2 separate regions of the Sus scrofa genome follow, and region 1 is linked to region 2. A link is a contact called in public HiChIP or PLAC-seq data. All regions are on one chromosome and are shown on one strand. The core of a region is the stretch at or near the end of the contact, and the rest is flanking DNA. Distances in the headings are between cores, read along the strand shown.

What was found. HiChIP or PLAC-seq counts read pairs in DNA pulled down with a chosen protein or histone mark.
Region 1: a contact with region 2 is called in an H3K27ac HiChIP or PLAC-seq map of alveolar macrophages. The contact joins the enhancer-like site here to the promoter of DENND6B in region 2. A contact is called at or near these places in 2 of 5 promoter capture datasets (fetal skeletal muscle and liver), 8 of 47 Hi-C or Micro-C datasets (alveolar macrophages, blood, embryonic fibroblasts and 5 more) and 2 of 2 datasets of contacts at active chromatin or transcription factors (alveolar macrophages and skeletal muscle).

Annotation. Positions count from the first base shown.
Region 1 is chr5:699,921-705,003 of Sscrofa11.1, forward strand. No RefSeq gene overlaps it. Among named protein-coding and RNA genes, the nearest start is that of CRELD2, 14 kb to the right of the region's middle. Within about 2 kb of position 2,596, at least 57 of the 83 cell types and tissues checked have an H3K27ac peak or open chromatin away from gene starts, as enhancers often do. A contact at or near this core is called in alveolar macrophages, fetal skeletal muscle, liver and 4 more, where this site is marked.
Region 2 is chr5:374,598-379,217 of Sscrofa11.1, forward strand. It overlaps DENND6B (protein DENND6B), which reads left to right and starts at 1,959. Exons shown (of 20, transcript XM_021091320.1): 1 at 1,959-2,212. The coding sequence starts at 2,051.

The DNA.
Region 1 (5,083 bases), core at 1,346-3,845, 330 kb after region 2:
AGCTGTCCAGCGAGCGAGCAGCATGTGAACCAGAGGCTGCACGTCGGCCTGGGAGACAGCGACATAGTGACCACTGACCCCAAGACCCCCCCGGGCCCTTCGGGGCCTTTCCCACATCCTCCCCACCCTTCTCTGTGCCCCTGGGGTCTTAGGGCGGAGGCTACCCTCGGGGGGGGGGGTGCCCCTGAGCTGACAGCCCCACACGTGCCCATGGCTGATCGCTGAGGCTTCCGCGGGGCCCGTGGCTACAGAGGGCCTGGCGGGGCCTGCTGTGCTCCCAGCTCTGCCTGAAGCCAGGCAGCCAGGGGTGCTTCTCGGGGGCCAGTCCCTGTGTGACGGGGCACACCGTGGGGGACAGAGCAGCCTCCAGGTGACCCCCTGAAGCGACAGCAGCTTTGCCCCAAAGCTGAAAGCCAGGGCCTCCAGCTCAGAGGAACCTACAGACGAGGAGATGGACAGACAGGCAGCTGGCGACGGGCAAAAGCTGCTGAGAATTGGCGGAAGCCGGGCGGGTGGCCGGCGGGTGGCCCGACGGGTCCTGGAAGTCCTGGCTTCCTGTTTTCCCAACAAAGGGCCTCTGTCCCCCGGGGAGGCCGCCAGCCAACAGCGGCGGACGCGCCTTTTCCGTAAACAGGGTTGTTTTTTTTCTCTTCTTGGCACAATAACAGCGGTCTCCAAGCCCCCCAGCCCGGCCATGGGCACAGCAGGATCCTGTAGGGGCCAGAGGCCACCCTGCCACTGTGGGAATGGGGCGATGGCCTGGCCGCCTTTGAGGAGGCCCCAGGACAAGCAGGGGCCATGAATTCAGTGGTGCCCACCCCATGGACAGGTGGGCGGCCTGACCAGCCTTGGGGTCCACGAGAGCCAGAGAGCCAGGGTGCGTGGGGGCTGCCAAGCCTGTGCCCCCTTGGGTTTGGCAGGCCCTGTGACCCTCAGGGCTGCACGGGGAGGCAGGGCTGAGACCACCCAGGGCTGGGCCTCCTGGGAGGCGGACCTGCCTCCGGGCGGCTGTCCCTCCAGGCTGGCTGGAGGAGCTGCCTGCTCCCCAGAGGAGCAGAGAGGGCCTCTGCTGGCCCAGAGCTCCTGAGCCCAGGCCACAGGAGTGGACCAGGGGTGCCAGGCCCTGCAGGAGGGAAGGGCCAGAATGCCTGCAGCAGGCCCCTTGGCCGATTGGCCTCGGGGAGGGAAACAACATCCCTGCCAGCCCTGCTGCGGGGGGCCCCGTGGGGTGTGGCAACAGCCCAAGTTGAGAACAGCTGGACGGTCCGAGCAGCCCTCTGTGCGCCTGGCCGTGGAGCCGGCCAGGAGTGGGCCCAGCGCCCGGGCATGCGGCTGAGTGGGCCAGTGTGCAGGGTGTGTGGGTGACTGTGTGTGCCCTGAGGCAGAGCCCCAAATGGGCCTGTGTGGGGGGCTGGGGGGCTATTTATAGCGGCTCCTCTGCCCAGAGGAGCTATTAATAGTGGGGGTGGAGGGTGAATGGACAATATGCCTGCGGGTGGGGTGGGGGTGGGTGCCATTCTCTGCCGGAGACACCCGGGGCTGGCACCCCAGCCTCTCCCGCTGCGGTGGACAAGGGCCACTGTTATCTAGTCAGCAGCTGAGCTAGGGTGCAGTTCACCTGCGGCGGCGGGCACGGGGGTCAGGCCGGGGCCCCCTGCCTGCTCTCCACAGGGCCATTTGCCAGCCACCCCCTGCCCTAAGGAGAGATGTGCTGATGGGGAGCCATGGGGAGCATGAGGTGGGAGGGGCAGGGCTCGCAGGAGGGCCTCGCCATGGAGGGGGGCTGCCTGGTTCGGCCACCATAACTGGTGTCTGAGTGACACCGGATGGGTACTCGAGGGTCCCGAGGCCTTGAGGGCCCCCCCCCACGCCTGAGTGCTCTCTTGGACCCTCTCATTTCTAGTCCACGACCAGAGGGAGATTTGCCCAGGCTGGCCTGCAGGACAATCAGGGTGCGAGGAGAGCATGGGGGCCGCTGGACACCCCCTGCTCTGTCTGAGGCTCATTCTCCTCCACCGGTTTCTGAAAGGACAAAGGAAGACTCAGCTCCTGGTAAAAAGGTCAGACCCGACCTCGCCCGGGGTTGGGGGGGGGCAGCCTGAGGCGAGGGCTCCTCCGCAGGCCTTCTCTTGGGTGACGGTGGGGGCTCTCCCTTCCTCTCCCTGAGCCCAGAGATCCCGTGAGGCCCATCCGGACGGTGGGCCTGCGCCCCCCAACCTCCGCCGCCCAGGCGGGGCCTGAGGTCCTGGAGGACCTGCGGGACGCACGGGGCAGGCGACCTCAGCGCCCGGGAGAGGCACCTTCACGCCCCGCAGAGCCAGTGTGGGTCCCCCGCGCACATCAGGCCGGAGCTCGTTGGGGGCGAAGGCCCCGGCCGCCCACGCCGACTTCGCAGCTCATTCACCCGCCCGCTTCCGCCCCGCCAGCTTCCTCCGGGAACCCCCCCGCGATGACGTCTCGAGGGGCGCCAGCCTCCCGCCCGCGGCCACCTGGCGCCAAGCGCTTTCCAAGAAGGTCGTGGCCCACCGCGCACGCGCCGCGCCTACGTCCCGAAACCTCGGGCTTTACCGGCCGCGTCATCCTCCCCGCGCGACCCTGGCTCCGGGAAGGGGCGGGGCGGGGCGGGGCCTGGTGGGGGCGGGGCGGGCGCTTCCGGCACCGCCCCCTTCCCGGCACGGCCGCGCCCCGCCGCCCGCTGCCCGCTGCCCGCTTCCCGCCCGCGGCCCGAGCCCTTCCCCGCCCCGACGTCTCGACCCCCTGTGCGGACAAAGCGGGCGGCAGCTAACCCTCGCCCGGCTGCGAGGGCTGGGGGCAAGGCGGCGCGCGGCCCGAACCTGGAGCAGCGCGGGGAAAGGGGAGGGGGCCTGGGGCCCTCGGGTCCTCGCGGGGCTGAGCTGCCGAGGGGTACCCTGCCATCACCACCCTGGCGAGGGCAGCGGGTTTGCGCCCAGGTCTGGGGCCCGGACACTGAGCTCCAGGGCGCCCCTCCAGGCCTGGGGCCTGGGGCCTGGAGCATGCAGCCGTGGACCAGCCCCCTGGGCTTTCAGGGGTGAGGGGGGCACGTGTCCAATACCCTGTCCCTCCCGCCTCCTTTCATTCCCTAGGGACCCACTTCTCTCTCTGCGGGAAGCCCGGCCCTGGGGAAGACCCCTCCACCCCCTCGGCCGCAGGCGGGTGGTCGCAGAAAGACCCTGGCTATGGTGCTGTTTGGTGGCTGCGTGGCCAGGGGTGGCCAGGCTGGAGGGAGGCCGCCCTCGTTGCTGCCCAGGCCAGGCCTAGTGATGTCACTTGGAAACTTTTCTCCACAGGGATGGGGAGGACGGGGTCTCTGAAAAGGTGGGCGTCCCGCATTGCACACATGCCTGGCGAGCTGGGCCCTGGCTCGATCCCAGCCACAGTGAGGGCTTTGAGGACCCTGGGCTGGGAGGGGGCCTGGGGCCTCCAGAGCAGCCTGTCCCGCAAAGGCCCACGGCTGGTCCCACCCAACCCAAGAACCATCCATCGCCATGGCCGCCCCCCTGCCCCTGTCCCCGGCTCCAGTGCCCCCTCTCCCTGGTCCCCCCTCCCCACAGTCCCTGACCTACCTCCACCCCAGGGCCCATCAGTCCGGCTGGGGATATAGGAAGAGTGACAGCTCCATCAGGCCCTGACCCAGCCATCCCACTTCATGGCTCTCCTGCCCACCCCCGCCCCCCAGGCCTGCCTCTGCCCAGCTCTGCCACCCACAGGCCCTGCCTCCACAGGCTGGGGAGCACAGCAGTGCAGGAGGGCCTGGCGGGCAGGCCCCCTAGTCTGGAAGGGACAGGATGAGTGTGGGTGAGTGGGAGCTGTGTCAGGAGGCCCCGGGTAGGGAGCCAGCAGCCCAGGAAGGGGTCGCCCACCAAGGGCGGCTGGGCTGGGACATCTCTGGTGGAGCCCGTGTAGTGGGATGGGGGAGGAACCGTCCCCCGTCTTCCACCGGGAGCCCTCTCACAGGGATGTGGGCACGAGACGGGCAGCAGAGTCTAGGCTGGTCTGGGGCCTGGTGCTGGTGATGGGAAGGTCGAGGCAGGTCAAGGCGCAGCCCCCTCATGGCTCAAGGCTCATGGGCTTCACCCGCCCCCCAGGGTCAGCCGAGGACCAACCGCCCCTCTAGGAACCCGCTCAGACTGGGCGGAGCCTGACCAGTCTGGGACGGTGGGGGCAGGACTAGAAGGGCCCGGCCCACTCTGCACAGTGGTGGTCTGGTCACATCTGTCACTGTAGCAAAATGGGAGGGGGCTGCCAGGCTGCACAGGGTCCAAAATTAAGAGAATGGGGTGGTGGAGTTCCTTCTGTGGCCCGGCGGGTTAAGAACCTGACTGCATCGGTTTGGGTTGCTGCAGAGGCACAGGTTTGATCCCAGCCTGGTGCAGTGGGTTGTAGGATCCAGTGTTGCCACGGCCGTGGTGTAGGTCACAGCTGTGGCTCGGATTCAATCTCTGGCCCCAGAACTTCCATATCCCTTGGGTGCTGCTGTAAAAAAAAAAAAAGAGTATGGGGTGGTGACTGTGGGCAGCTTCCTTTTGTCACCTGTCACTCTGGGAAAAGATAACGGGTTGGGGAACAGTCAGCCAGTTCCCAGGAGACTGGGGGTGGGGCTTGACCACCAAACCCCGAGGCCCTTGGCCCCAGCCCTGGCCACGCCTCCGCGGGAGCCCCGAGGTGTGAGCCTGCGGGCCCTCCTGCCGGCTGGGGTTAGGTGGTGACCAGAGAAGCCTCAGGACCCAGCAGCGTGTCCTTGTTGACGGCGCCTTTCCTGAGGTCCGGGACGCACACCCAGCGGTGATGGAAGAAGGCAGACGCAGAGGAGGGGCTGGAGGGCCGGCGGGACGTGTAAGGGCCCTTGGGAGAGGCTGTCGCAGAACTGGCCGGGGTGGGGGGGTGGCGCCCGGCTGGCAGGTGGATGCAGCTCTCATGCGCAGTGGGGCTGGAGCCTGGCCAGGGCCTGAGGCGCCTGAGGTTGTGGTTAGCAGAACAGAGTGTTCCCGGGGCTGGACAGGCAGCCAAGGAGGAGAACTCAAGGATGCGTGACCAGAGGCCCCAGTGGGAGGTCGTGACCCCC
Region 2 (4,620 bases), core at 709-3,208:
TACCAGTTTCTCTGACTCCTCAGTCGCACTGCCTTCTCTGACTGGTTTTGTCCCATGGACTGCAGGCTGGCGTACGTCACTTGCAGGCCAAGGTTACTCACAACTAGTTGGCCTCCGTCAATGCCTCTTCCACTGCCCATGACCCGGGAGGCCGTCGGTACAGCTGGTCAAGGAGAACCTCCTGACTCTCACACCAGTCCATGCAGTGGAAAAGCTGCTGAAAACTTTTTTTTTTTTACTCAATGAATTTATCACATTTATAGTTATACAATGATCATCACAATCCAATTTTATAGGATGTCCAACCCACAACCCCAGCACATCCTCCTACCCCCCCAAACTGTCTCCTCTGGAAACCATAAGTTTTTCAAAGTCTGTGAGTCGGTATCTGTTCTGCAAAGAAGTTCATTGTGTCCTTTTTTCAGATTCCACATGTCAGTGAAAGCATTGGATGTTGGTGTCTCATTGTCTGACTGACTTCACTTAGCATGATAGTTTCTAGGTCCATCCATGCTGCCACAAATGCCATTATTTCTTTCCTTTTAATGGCTGAGTCATATTCCATGGTGTCTATGTACCACCTCTTCTGGATCCACTCCTCTGTCGATGGACATTTAGGTGGTTTCCATGTCTTGGCTATTGGAAACAGTGCTGCAATGAACATTGGAGTACATGTGTCTTTGCGAGTCGTGGTTTTCTCTGGATAGATGCCCGGGAGTGGGATTGCTGGATCCAATGGTCGTTCTATGTTTAGTTTTCTGAGGAATCTCCATACTGCTCTCCACAGTGGTTGCACCAGTTTACAATCCCACCAACAGTGTCCGGGGTTCCTTTTTCTCCCCTCCCTCTCCAGCGCTTATTGTTTGCAGACCTTTGGATGATGGCCATTCTGGCTGGTGTAAGGGGGTACCTCACAGTGGTTTTGATGTGCATTTCTCTACTAATGAGTGACGCTGAACATCTTTTCATGTGGTTCCTGGCCATCCGTATGTCTTCTTTGGAGAACCGTCTGTTTAGATCGTCTGCCCATTTTTTGATGGGGTTGTTTGTTTTTTTGGTATGGAGCTGCAGAAGGTGTTTATGAATTTTGGAGATGAATCCCTTGTCAGTTGATTCACTTGCAAAGATGTTCTCCCATTCTGTGGGTTGTCTTTTTGTTTTGTTTAGGGTTTCCTTTGCTGTGCAGAAACTTTTCAGTTTGATTAGGTCCCGTTTGTTTATTTTTGTTTTTATTGTCAATATTCTAAGAGGTGGATCTGAGAAGATGCTGCTGTCCTTGATGTCAGAGAGTGTTTGGCCTATGTTTTCCTCTAGGGGGGTTGTTACCCCAACCTAGCCTAGCCTGACTAGTCTTGGAGTGGGGCCCTTTTCAAAATTAAAAAAAGAAAAGGAAAGCAGTATGTGTCCTACCTATGCAGTGTCTGGACTGACAGGTCTGGGACCACGGTCAAGGCCTAACAAAAGGGCCCAGAAATGCTGGGTAGAGCACTGGACCCAAGACGAGCTCGGAAGGGGCCGCACGCACGGCCTACCAGGCCCGCGGAAACCAACGCCCCAGCGCCCCAGGAAGCCTCAGCCCTCTGCAGGACCCCACACCAGGAGGCGACCCTAGCAGAAAACTCGAGGGACCCTCGGAATCGCGAGAAACAGCGTGTGAGCCTGGTGGGAACGGGAACAAGGTAACGACGAAATCCGGTCAGGAAAGCCGGCCTGGGCGGGAGCCCGCCAGCCTCCACCCGCCGGTCCCCGCGGCGGCCGCGGAGGCCGCGCCCGCAGCCGGACCCGCCACCCGCCAGCCTCGCACGCCCGCGCACCTCCCTCCTCCAGCCTCGAGGCCGCTCTGGCCCCCGCGGGCCCTTCTCGTTGGTGGGCTCGGCGCAGCTCCGCTGCACGGCGCTCCTCCGGCCGCCAGGGGGTGCGAGGCGGCGGCCGGGCCGCTCTGGTCCGCAGCCGCCGCTCGACTGCTCCGCCGCTCTCTCCCGACGCGGCTAGGCGCCCCCGTCGCGGCCGTTTCCCCGGCAACGCGCGGCCGTTCGGAGCAGCCGCAGCCATGGATGCTGGCTCCGGCGCCGAGCCCCACCGGGCTCGCGGCCGCCTCGGCGCGCCGTGCTCCGGGGCACGGGCTCCGGGGGCCCCCTGGGCGCGCTTCTCGGCCTGGCTGGAGTGCGTGTGCGTGGTCACCTTCGACCTGGAGCTGGGCCAGGCCCTGGAGGTGAGGGGGGGCGGGGGCCGCGGGCGGGGCCGGGAGGGCGGGTGTGGCTCTGGCCTTGCCCGGGGGCCGCCTGGGATCCCTCTGCGGGGGAGGTGCCCTCGGGCAGACCGCTCTCAGGTGGCCTCTTCCTCCGAAACCCGGTAGCTGTCACCTCCTGGAAGGTGCGCCCCCGAGCAAAGGAGAGAAAGGCAAGTTGCTAGGACCTGCGGTTGGGAGGGAGGAAAGGGGAGCTCTGCGCTTCGGATAAGCAGAGGGGCACTCTTGATTTTACCTGCAATGCGAATCTCCCCTCCCGCCCCCTTCCCCGCACCGTGATACCTTCTCCCCTCAGTTCCTCCAGCCGGAATCCCAGGGGACGACCTTGACTCCTCCCCTCCTCCACCCCTCATCTGTGAACAAGGCGTACAGCTCCGGCTGCAGACGGGATCTCGGATCCGTTAGCTTTGCTGCTGTCCTCCAAAGTCCGGTCTTTGTGGCTCTCCTGCTTACGATCTTTGCACACCTCCTCGTTAACTGAGAAACAGATCCAGACCCCTTGCGGGTCACATTGCAGCCACGGTGGTGATCTTTCTCCTCACTGGCTGCCTCCCGCTCACCCGGCCTGAACGGTTCCCACGCCTGCAAGGCTCTAACTATGTACAGACACTGTGGAATACTACTCACCCCAAAGAAAGAATGCAATAATGGCATTTGCAGCAACGTGGATAGACTTGGAGATTATCATACTAAGTGAACTAAGTCAGAGAAAGACAGATACCATATGATATCGCTCATATGTAGAATCTTAAATAAAATGATACAAATGAACTGGTTTACAAGACAGAAACAGATCTACAGACTTAGATAACAAACTTACAGTTACCAAAGAGGAAATCGGAGGGATCAGTTAGGAGGTTGGGATTAGCATACACATGCTATTACACATAAAGTCAGTAACCAACAAGGATCTACTCTAGAGCGCAGCGAGCGAGCCTCAATATTTTGTAATAATCGGTAATAGAAAAGAACCTAAAAAAGAGCACGTATCTGTGTATGTCTGTGGCTGCATCACCGTGATGTGTACCTGAAGCTGACTCACTGTGGATCAACCATACTTCAGTTTAAAAAAAAGAAAGGAGTTACTGTGGTGGATCAGTAGGTTACTAACCTGACTAGTATCCATGAGGACACGGGTTCAATTCCTGGCCTTGCTCAGTGGGTTAAGGACCCAGCATTGCTGTGACTGTGGTGTAGGCCTGCAGCTGCAGCTCCAATTTGAACCCAAACCTGGGAACTTCCATATGCCGCAGGCTTGGCCTTAAAAAGAAAAAATAATAAAAATAATAACTATGTAAATAAAGGAATGCTGGGCGGGGGAGGCTCTTCCCCACCCCTCCCCACCCGGGTGTAGCTGAGAATGTGGCTGACTCAGAAGGAGGCCTTCTGAAGGCCTGTGGGGATGGCCTCCACGCCCCAAAGGCCGTGACCTGGACCGTGGAGCCGCCCCGTGTGGGAGGCTGGAGGTAGACGTCACCGTGATGTCAGGACCTTTCCGAGAACCCAGGAGGGGTGCATCCTGTGACTGCAGTCGGCCGAGATCCACTGTCAGGAAGCCAACACCAGGGCCGACAAGGGGGTGTGTCCAAGGCCTTGCTGAGCTCTTGAGGCTCATCGGCAGAAGGGCTGACAGTGTGCCCGGCTCTCCGCGGAGACCCCGTTCCACCGCACCTGACCCCCCGACTTGGCAGAGGGACCGGAGTACAGACAGAGGGGCGATCCGCCCAGCGTCCCAGAGCCCACGTGCAGACTTAATTACATCATGAGAGCGTCTACTGGGTCCCTCTGATTTTCTAGAACTTAACTCTTCAAGCAAGAGCTGTTAAAGGCTCCATGTACTTGGACTTCTGAGCCCAGCGCAGGCTGCATAGCTCAGGGAGGAGATGTTGGGGTTGCAGGGCCCCTCCTAGTCTCAGGTCTGTGCAGCCACACAGGTCCCCTCCCCTGGAGGTGGTGGGGAAAATCCGGGGTCATCTCAGCTGAACCCACGGTGCTCCTGGAGCACCTGCCTGCAGCTGCGTACTCAGGGCTTGGCCTGGCTGAGCGGCACGAAGACCCCAGCCCTGTGCTTGTGCGGGGATGCGAGGGGGGCTGGGGACCACCTTCTGGGCTCTGTGGCAGACACAGCCTGGAGGAAGGGATGGGGCTGTGCTGAGTCTTGGAGGATGAGGAGGCAGCCAGATAGGGAAGAGGGAGGGAAGAGGGGTCGTTTCAGGTGACCCTCCCCCCAAAAGCCAGTGAAGCAAAGACGGGGCGCTCTGCTTGCGTTCAGTCAATAAATCAGGTACTAAGCAGCTGCCCCCAGCCAGGCCCCAGTGCTGGCACTGGACATGGGCACACAGAGCTGACCTCGAGGAGAGGGCCCCACCTAC